2 separate regions of the Mus musculus genome follow, and region 2 is linked to region 1. A link is a contact called in public Hi-C data. All regions are on one chromosome and are shown on one strand. Each heading gives the region's core, a stretch centred on a gene start, on an enhancer-like site or on the middle of the called end of the contact. The rest is flanking DNA. Distances are from core to core; before and after follow the strand shown.

The links. Hi-C and Micro-C count contacts between places; a contact is called where the count stands out from the background.
Region 2: a Hi-C map of astrocytes shows a contact between it and region 1, with 3 times the contacts expected there. The contact joins the enhancer-like site here to the promoter of Mark3 in region 1. A contact is called at or near these places in 8 of 39 promoter capture datasets (the 3T3-L1 cell line, 3T3-L1-derived adipocytes, embryonic stem cells and 3 more), 4 of 484 Hi-C or Micro-C datasets (astrocytes, nephron progenitors and uterus), 7 of 115 datasets of contacts at active chromatin or transcription factors (the SCID.adh cell line, bone marrow-derived macrophages, craniofacial prominence and 2 more) and 3 of 9 other capture datasets (adipose tissue, liver and pancreatic islet).

What each region holds. Positions count from the first base shown.
Region 1 is chr12:111,571,962-111,577,176 of GRCm38.p6, forward strand. Mark3 (MAP/microtubule affinity regulating kinase 3) reads left to right here and starts at 2,560. Exons shown (of 18, transcript NM_001370744.1): 1 at 2,560-3,140. The coding sequence starts at 3,090. It overlaps 2810029C07Rik (RIKEN cDNA 2810029C07 gene), which reads right to left and starts at 2,441. Exons shown (of 2, transcript NR_045295.1): 1 at 1,912-2,441; 2 at 356-1,779.
Region 2 is chr12:111,497,693-111,502,907 of GRCm38.p6, forward strand. Gm40578 (a long non-coding RNA gene) reads right to left here and starts at 5,017. Exons shown (of 3, transcript XR_003950153.1): 1 at 1,773-5,017; 2 at 569-665. Within about 2 kb of position 2,154, at least 11 of the 459 cell types and tissues checked have an H3K27ac peak or open chromatin away from gene starts, as enhancers often do. A contact at or near this core is called in astrocytes, where this site is marked.

The sequences.
Region 1 (5,215 bases), core at 1,310-3,809:
GAGATCCAATCTTTTGCTTGAGCACCGAGACCTTTAACCGCTGAGCCATCTCCCCAGCCCTGGGTGCATTTCTGACTTGCAGTGGGTTTGTTGTTACGATGCTCAAGGTAGGAACTGCTTCAGTAGGAGGACAGGAAACAGACTGGGCATGCGGGGTGTACACTTGCACTTTCGGCCTCAGGAAGGCTGAGGCAGGGTAGGAACTGAAGGCCAGCCTGAGCTGCGCAGCAAGACTGTCTAAAAATAAATAATAAAGGGCCGGTGGGGGAGAGAATTGGCTTGAGCCTGAGCTACGCTGCAAGACTGTCTAAAAAAATAATAATAAGGGGGCGGGAAATCAAGCCAGAAACAAGAATTATGAAAAGAATAGTTTAAAGTTTAATTGCTCCATTCCTCTGGACACAACCTCGTCCTTCTCCAGCCCATGCCCTCCTGGTCCCCCTCTCCCTTTTCATGGGCCACAGATATGCTTGCTGCTTCCAGCTCTTTACGGTGAGTCTACATCTCGTCAGCTTCAATTCCAAACTTTATGAAAACTAGGAGGTAGCTTGAGGTGAAGTGCTGTCATCTTTACCCCTAACCTCTGGCATTCATTGACTCAGAGTTTAATGTGTCGCTTGAGTGAGGAAGTCCCCCTGGGGGAAGCCTCGTGACCAGTTACTTCTCTGGCCCGTGTGGGTGCTCTGAAGTGTCCACAGACCTCTGTAAAGCTCCTGCCGGAGAGAGGCTGACAACCTTCTGGGAAGTTTCCCCAATTCTTCAGGAGCCAGTGCTGAAGCACCAGAATTCCTCAGGGTGGAGGGGAGAACTTGTTTCGGGCCATGTCTAACTCTCCCTGGCTCCTGCCTCTCACATGCTCCTGTTGAATTTCCTTGGATTCACCCTGTTGTTTCTCACCTCCGTGCTTTTCTGTATTAGGCTAAACTGGGTGTCTGACAGGCCCTAGGCATCACTCTGTCTCTTCAGCTATCATTCCATCTTCAGAGTAAGTATGCCTTCTGTAAGTCTCCCCTTAGACCCACGAGTGGGATAGGATGCCCTCGGTTGGTCTCTTAGCTGTGGAGCACGTGTCCACTCATCACAACCTACATTTCAGTTGAACTGTGTGGAGCAAACATTTGATTCAGAGGCTTTCCTCTGCAGTCCTCTGCTTAACCAAAAAGGGAGAAAGAGAATAACATTTAATAACCCATCTGGTGCCCCGAGCACACCCCTAAGAGGGTGAGATAGGAGCTCTGAGTGCGTCTTGGCCCCGGCTTGTTTTGTCTTGGGACCCTCTGGCCTCTCTGGATGTGATGCTGGTGTTTGAAGATCTGTTGTTTCACAAAGCAGGATACACCAGGATATCGGGGTGTTGGGGGGGCAGAACCAAAGCAAGCAAACAAAACATAAGAAGGAAAGAAAGCAAAGTTTAGTCACTCACAAGTTTAGCCATTTCTAAAGCTGTAGGAATGGGGTTCAGATCCTTCTATAACCAACACCACCGATGGCCTGGGTAAAGTAACCAACTTACCCAGACTTTAGGTCACGTGCTGTGCCTGAGCATCTTATGCGGCTACACTGAGGCTTAATGAATAACCGGCACAAGGTGGACTATTAGTAACAGTTTGTCTTACCCCGGCTCACATAGCCCTCCCTCCTCTACCAATGGATTCTCTCCTTAGAAGACATAAAGAGGTGACACGCTGAGCAGGCCTTCTAGAAGAGGCAGCATATTCAGAGTTCCACCTGCAGGTCACTCCCTGGTCCAAGCCTGTAGCAATATCGCTCTTCAGAAGACTGAAGTAAGAGAGGGAGAGGCGAGAGAGGAGGAAGGAGAAAGGGACAGAGGGGAAAAGTGAGGGATAGAGGGAGTGAGAGAACGAAAGGGAGAGGAAGAGACAGAGAAATATTGATTATATAAGCCCCTACCGGCATTTAGGATCTGATCCTGGGGGCGTCTACGTGATCTCATCGAGTCCCTCTTCCCAGCTTTTTGTGCTACCTTGTTATTTTATACTTCACTCTTTCATCCGAATGGGTATTCAATTGAGCCGGCTCCGATAACCAGTGGCTCCTTAGTCAGAGGCAAAAAAGTTCTTTGGCTGGATGCTAGATGCCTCGGTTACGAAGCAGGAGCCTGGCTCCTTCCTCTTCAGCTAGACCAGTGACTGCTGCTTCGCTGCTGGAGCTCCATCCTTTGCAGCGTGGCCGCGGGAAAGAAAAGTCAATTTTTGCAAACAGTAGGCTCTTCATGTGTAGTATAATCCAGACAGCCTAGATCTGTACTCTGCAAATGCCAGCCCAGCAGTCGGGCACAGGATGCCCTCTAGGGAAGTGGTCCGGAGGGGTCAGGGATGCCCAGGCAATCTGGACCATTGGAACTCTCCGCCCGCTAGAGAGGAGACCAAGCAAGACCTTTCCGACGGCACCACCCCCTCAGACCCAACAGGACGAGTCGCCCCTAGCAACAGCAGCCGGCAGCTAGCTCCGACCGCGCTGATTGGCGGAACTCCAGGCGGCCGTAGCGTCACTTCCGGCAGCCGGAGGCAGCGGAGGAAGCCGAGGCGCGGCCATCTTGAGTCTGTAAGGCTCCTGAGGTGCCGGGAGCGGCGGTGGCAGCCGGCAGGGCGAGGCCGGGCGGAAAGCGAGCCGGAGAAGGGAAAGCAGCCGGGCGTGGGCGCCTCCTCCGCGGCTCCCTCCATGGTCGGCGCCTGCAGGCCGCGGCGGCCTGTCTTGCGCTCCATCTCCGCTCCATCCTCCTGCGCTGCTGCCTCTTCAGGGGCTGCCGGCCGCGCCGTGTCGAGCCCCCGGGGCTGAGCTCCGCGGCGCTGCGGCTGCGAGCGGCGAGGAGGCGCGGGGCCCGCGAGGCCCGTGAGGTGCCCTGAGGCTTGCGGCGGCGGCCAGCCGGCCCGCTTCCAGTGCGGCCGCCGGCGCTGGGGGAGAATGAGCCCCGGGGCCCGCGGGCGCACGGCCCGGGCCAGGCCGGAGATCTAGACTCCGGCCAGGGAGGGCAGGGCCCGGAGGCTCGCGGCCGCTGCTCGCCGGCCGCCCAAAGCTGGGCGGTTTTGTTTTCGCCTTGGCGTTGTGCGGAATCAAAGCGCAATAAGATGTCCACTAGGACCCCTTTGCCAACGGTGAATGAACGAGACACTGAAAACGTGAGTGGACTGCGCTGCAGGGTGGCAGACCCTCAGGGTGGTAGCAGGGGGATCCAGCCCAGATGCTCCAGGCAGGGGTCAAGGCGCAGCCCTGTCCTGCGGCGCGCGTGCGGCCTGCGCGCTGTCCTTACGGTCGGCTGAGCATTACCCGTCCGTGCGCTGCTGCGGCCAGTGCGCGGTTGAACACAACTCTCCTCTTAACGTCGGGCAGGGTCTGAGCCTGCCAGTCAGACCTAGGTGCAGATTAATAGGATCCAATCGGGTCGAGCGGAGCGCCCTTTAAAAGGGGACTAAGTTTAATGACAACTGCCAAAACTAAGTGCCCCGTGGAGAGATCCTTGTGGGCCCCCGTAGTTCCCGCACTCACAAGAGTAGTTCTCTGCTCCAGAGCCGCTGCCTTTATCAAGGAGTAGCTTCCCGTCCTTGGCAAAGCTAAATCTGTTCGGAAGCAGCGGGCTGAGTGTTTTGAGAAGCAGATGTGAAGCTCTGCTCTGTTCTGCTGCCCGGCCGAGGGACACCCACTGGGTTGCCTTTTCCTTCCGCTGCAAAAGGTTGGCTTGGAGTAGCTCTCAGGCCCGGTCCAGTGTGCACACCCAGCAAATCTATGTAAAAGGATTTTGTTGGAAAGGACCTGCAGAACCAAACCAAACCACAGCCTGGAGCAGCATTGCTAGGGAGTGACAAACGTGTAGTAGAAGTTCTACTGAAGAAATGTTTGACCTGCCCAAGTGTTTTTTGAACTCTTCTTCCGCATCGGATTCCAAAGTGTTCCAGCCTAGCTTTGTCCTCTGTAAAGCATTTAGTAAATAACTTGTAAAGAAACTTCACTGGCCTTTCATTATGCGGAGCTATGAGGTAACTGCTGGCAAGAAAATGCAGTCTCTTTGGAAAAGCTTTCATGCTTCGGGTGTTTTCATGCTTTGAAAACCATCCTTAGACATGGTGACCTAGTGGTATCAAATGCCTTCATTTTAATCTTCAAAATGACACTTGTGCTTGATAGCTATTAGGTAATTTAATCTATTTGGTCTAAGTCATCTCTGTGGTGTGTTACTATACAGTTGTATATGTTCTTCCCCCTGAGATAGATAGAAGATTTCCTAACTGGGAGAGCTTAGACTAGACCTTTTCCCTCCTCTTCCTTCCTCACCCTTCTCCCCTTCTTTCTCTTTTTTTTCTCTTCCTCACTTCTTTGTTCCACAGTTCTTGCTGTGTTGCTTGGGCTGTCTAAGGGAGCCTCTGCCTCAGTTTCCCCACAGCAGAGGATACAGACACATCCACCTGAGACCTTTCCTCTTTATGTTCTTTTGAAGAAACTTATCTTTGACCTGATTGATCATCATATTCTTTGGCTACCCTAAAAAATGAAGCAAGTAAATCAGTTGATTGGCTTTGATCATTGAAATCAAAACTTTAGGTAGAACTAGAACTTATGCTTTCTAAATTGAAGAAACAGGTTTATGATAATGAAAGACACCATTTTAGTCTTCTTTAAATTTCTATACTATCATCTGTCTGTCTATCTAATCTGCCATGTCTGTCTGTCTGTCTGTCTGTCTATCTATCTATCTATCTATCTATCTATCTATCTATCTATCTATCTATCTATCTAATCTGCCATGTCACTGTGTAGCTCTGGCTATCCTGGAATTCTCTATGTAGACTAGTGACCTGCCTGCCTCTGCCTCTGAAGTGCTGGGGTTTAAAGGCATGCTCCACCCTGCCTGGCTTTAACAGTATATTTCATGGGGGTGGGAGGACTCAAGGAGAAGTAGTCTATTTTTAGTCTGGAATGCATGGTTTTAGGTAGTTATTTGTGATTATTTTAGACTGAAGTGGCTCATTCTTCCCATGTTCTTTGTCAATTTGTTAAGTTGTTTTGTGATTTTGTATGTGGTAGAATTGCTACCTTTGTTTTTAAAAACAACCTAAGGGCTAGAAATGTGCCTCAGTGATAGAGAGAAAACTTTAGGATGTGAAGGATGCCTTATTCTTTTTCTTTTTCCTTTTCTCTTCTTTTCTCTTCCTTCCTTCCTTTCCTTTCTTCTTTCTTTTTTTGGTTTTTCCAGGCAGGG
Region 2 (5,215 bases), core at 904-3,403, 75 kb before region 1:
TACACACACAAACATACACACACACATACACACACATACACACACACATACACACACAAACATACACACACATACACACACATACATACACACACATACACACACATACACACACATACACACAAACACACACGTACACACACATATACACACACACAAACACACACGTGCACACACGTACACACACATACATACACACACAAACACACATGTACACACACATATACATACACATACCCACACACATACACACACACACACACACACACACACACTGAGATAGCTCAGCATGTAAAGGTACTTGCTGCACAAACCTGACAGCCTGAGTTTAGTCACCAGAACCTCATGATGCTGGAATAAGAGAACTGACTCTAGAGAAAACTAAGCTCCTGAGAGAACATTGCTCCCCATTCAAAGGCTTTGGCAAACACCTTGTACTGAGGGCTACGTGGAAAGTGACATGAGCAGTGGCTTGAGATGCTCCACAGGACAAGAAGTAGGCAAATCCCGTGCAACCTGGCATGTTCCTTAAAGATTTGTTTTAAAGCTAGGCAATGGAGGCACATACCTTTAATCCCAGGACTCAGGAGGCAGAAGCAGAGGCAGGTGATCCTCCAAGTTCAAGGTCAGCCTGGTCAACAGAGAGAATTTCAGGACAGCCAGGGCTATACAAAAAACAAAAACAAACAAACAAAAACACTGTCACAAAACAAACCAAAACAATAAACAAACAAACAAATACTTGTTTTTATATTTGTGCATTTGTGGGTATGACTGTGTCTGTGCACGCTATGTGTGTGTGTGGGGGGGGGGGATGACATACACACCATAGACATCAGAAAAGGGCATTAGATCCCTAAAACTGGAGTTGGGGGTGACTGTGTGCTGCCAGAAGTGTGGGACCCTAATGGCCATAGTCCACCATATGCTTTCCACCTTCACCATAACGGGCATTCCTCAACAGATAACAACTGAAAACAGCTCTGCCTTTACCAGTTCCCAATTCAAACCTTCTGCTCACAATGAGAAATCCCCCACCACACAGGATTTCTTACAACCCCCAGAGCCAAGGGGAAGTGGAAAGAACACATCAAACCCTAAAAGCGCAACTTAAAGACAAACAAACAAAAACACTTACCACCCAACAAACAATTAGTGATGGCTCTGACTATTCAAAACACATTTAATATTTACAAGAGTGGCAAACACCCTCCCCATCTCCTCCATTGGCACTCACCAGGTCAACTCCTCTCATCCTGGTACAATGATGCGATCCCTTGGATGGGATTTAAAAGGGACCAGATCCCCTTCTCACAACCAGAAAGAGTTTTGTTTGTGTCGTTCCATGGGACCAGCCCAGGCCTATTTGGGTTCCAGTCAGAAATGCTCGACACCACCCCACCAACCAAGAAGATGGCCCACCCCTCCTGACAGATGAAGGACTGAGGAGGCCGAGGAGGTACCACCACTGGTAGATCAGGATCTCCTGGCAGGACATGCATGACCTAGTGGCAGCTGCCTAGGCCACGTGCCCCCCACAGGCTTCCCTCTCCGATGCTCTGATGGCTGCCTTTCTTTTTCTTCATTCCTAACCCTCCTGATACCCATCAATGGAGACCCTCTCTTTGCTAGAGAGGTGTATAATGGACACAGTAAGATCACAGGAACCCAGGACTGCCTCCTTGAAGGGTGCCGGACCTGGATTGAGATTCCGCTACACCCTAATTCCATCTCCCTCCACTACCCCCAGCCCTTTCCTCTGCTTCCCTTACCACAACGCAGGTGACTGCCTCCAGAAAGCCTCCATAGATGGAGGCTGCAGATCTTGGAGATGCTGAATGGAATCCACGCCCCTGGCCAAGGTGGCACCATGCTCACTAACATTAATACTCATTTTCAGCTTTCCATTGGTGGTCCCTGGGACAAATGATGATGAATGGGACTTGTGGGTAAGCTCTACCCTTACAGTTACGCCAAATACCCAGTAGGGGACCTGCACATCTCCCGACAACTCCTCCCTGCCTCCAAATTGGCCTTTACCCAGTTACCATTCTTTAACAGAATCAAACTCCAAAGGAGATTCAAGCCACCCTCTCCTGGCTACAATGTATCCATTAAACAGCGGGCCTCCTCCCCCTAGCCCTCCCCCTAGCCCTCCCCCTAACTCTCTTTGTGGACAGCTTTTGGGGCCCGCTTGGCAGAAATCTGACATTGGCCCAGGACAGGGAAGTAAGCTCTGGCAGGAATCTGATTTGGAGCTAGAAAAAAAGACAAACAAACAAAACACTTACCACCATTTTGAGCTAGAAAAAAGACGTAGGCTCAGATATCCTGGTCATCCTGATCAGCCCTTAGATAAAGTGATCATGGGGCTTTGTTTATTGCCTTGCTTGTTCCTTGACTATTTGTGTTTATTGTCTTGTTTCTTCCTCAACCTAGAACTCACCTTATTATTTGCATGTAATTAAAGTGGTATAAAAGCAGACTGGAAAAAAAAAATTAACCTGACTCAGCCTCAGAACCAGCTGGGGTCATGCTAGAAAGTTGTCTAGTTGTCTTTTTTCTTTTTGATCCTTGCTCCTGCGCTGGAGAACCTGTTGACTGACTGAGCTGGCTTGGTCATCTCTCTACGCCTTTTCTTTTGCACTTCCCCCTCCCATCCACTGTTGGCAGCTGATCCCATTAACGACTCGATTCATGAACCCTGTGGGCCTTACCCACACAAAACTTACAAAACATTCCTTCTTTTAATCTATCCTCCCCCTTTGCCTCATAGGCCCTCTTCAAGGTCCCATCCTACACACTGCAGTAACATCACGGTCACCAAGCCAGTATGTGTTACCCTTCCCCCTTGCTCTTCTCCGGTGCAATAACATAACCAGTTCCTGCATTAAACCCCGCTTTTCAAAGTTTCTGCACCCCTGCAACGATTGTTCCCCAGGTTTATCTCTATGAGCCCAAAGAACGCACTTTACAGCTGGGAGGGGACCAGGGACGTCTTCATCCCTCTGTCCACCATCTCAACTGGGCGTCATGAGCCCCGCTGGAGCAGCCCTCGTCCAGACACACCATCTGGCTGGCGATTTCCAGGATAAGTTTTACCCAGCTGTACCTTCCTCCTTGGACAGTCTCTAGTCCCTCCATCGACAGATCTCCCCCCTCCCCCCCCCAGCAAGGGTTGTTCTACAGAACTCTAGACTTATTGGCTGCTGAGCAGGGAGGGGCGTGGCTTGCATTGTGTTGGGGGAAGAATGTGGCTCCTTTGTCAATGAATGGGGCTGGTGGAACAAAACTGACAAAGGCTCAAAGATCTCCAGGGAGACCTCAGGACATGCTATGCACCCAGCACCCTACCCCATGGTACCCACCCTGATGGCTTGGCTCCTCCCCTTCTCCTCCTGGTACTTTGCCCCATCCAGTTTCCAAAACAACAGATAAGTAGCAGTGCACGAACCACTGCCAATCAGGTTCTGGTCCAGTATCAAACCATCCCCCACATGGATGCTGACTTTGATGATACTGCCCTCTTATAAAGCAAGAGAGAGGAGCTGTGGGACCTTCATGGCCCAGGGTTACAGAGGAGCTTCAAACCCAGACACCTCAAACTTGAGGACAGAAGGAGTTGGCTCCCTCCTGCTTCCCAATCTGTTCCATAAAACCAGCCCCGCTAACCCTAGTAAGAATTTATTACCCTGACAGTAACCAAGCTTCACTCCTTGTTTGACCTTATAGGGTCCCTACACACACACACACACACACACACACACACACACACACACACACACACACACACACACACACATTAAAAGCCCCTGAGTATGTAGATAAAGCATCTTCCAACAGCCCTGACCCCTGCCCTGGTACACACACAGCCATATAAACCTTGCCCCAGAGACTCTGGCCACCTCTCCAGGGGCATAAGTACCCCTCAGTAAATGGAACCATTTCTCTGAAGCTGTTCCCAGCTGTTCATTACCCAAGCTAGATCCTGCACTGCACTCACCTGCACCCAGCTAAGCGTCCCTCCCTCTAGTCCAGCTGGTTCCAGAACGAGCCTAGCTACCCTGAGGGGAAAGCAGATGCAGGGTGGCACAGAAGTATGTGCAGAGAACTAAACTCAGGTCCTCTGGAAGACCAGTATCTCCCACTTAACCTCTAAGTCGTCTCTCCTGCCCCAGGTATTAAAAAAAAAAAAAAAGGCACAGGTAACCAGGTATGATAGCCCATGTCTCTAATCCTAGCACTCAGGAGTCAGAGGCAGACAAAGCTCTGTGAGGCCACCCTGGTCTACATAGTGAGTTCTAGGCTACCCAGGGCTACAAAGTAGGAACCTGCCTTTAAAAAAGTCCCAGGTAAGTCTCGGTGCAGAGTACATGCCTCACAATGCTCCTGCAGGTAGGCCCTTCTCTCCTCATGCCCATGTGACTATGGTATTCAAACATCCCTACCATGAGCCACCAAGGGGACCCTAGAGACCCCATAAAGCCACAGACTGCAAAGGGAGTAGAACCTGGCATGCCAGACTGACCCCCCCACAAGTTTAGGCACTGGCTCCCTTTCTTTTATTCTGCTCCCCGACCCCCAAGACAGGGTTTCTCTGTACAGCCTTGCCTATCCTGGAACTTGCTCTGAAGACCAGGCTGGCCTAGAACTCAGGGCTGAGATTAAAGGTATGCACCACCACCACCCAGCCCCCTTTCTATCTTAACTCTACTGACAAACAATAGCCAACTTTGACGCTGTGCTCAAGCCCCGGGAACTGTGTACATTGTGTAATGACTTCTGTCTCTGTGAACACACACATGAACACGGGAAGAGCAGCAGCGGGAGGTAGAGACTGACAGGGGCTCTACAGATTTTTCAACTTCCAAGTCGATGTTCTGAGCAGTGGATCAGTGGGGCTGAAAAGCAATTCCGGGGATAAAAGCATTTGTTACTGTTTCAGAGAACCTGGTTCTGTTCCCAGCACCCACATGGTGGCTCACAACCATCAATAACTGCAGTTCCAAGGGATTTGATGCCCTCTTCTGAGTTCCTTAGGAATCATCAGGCATGCATATGGTACACACACACACACAAGTGGAAACTTAAGGGTTCTTTGGAAAGTCAGTTGTGTCAGATGGTGTTTTGCTGGGGCAAACACGTGAAGGAGTGTTTTCCTGAAGTGGACACAGGTGAAAGGCTAAGACAGACTCATGAGGGAGCATTTAGCTGA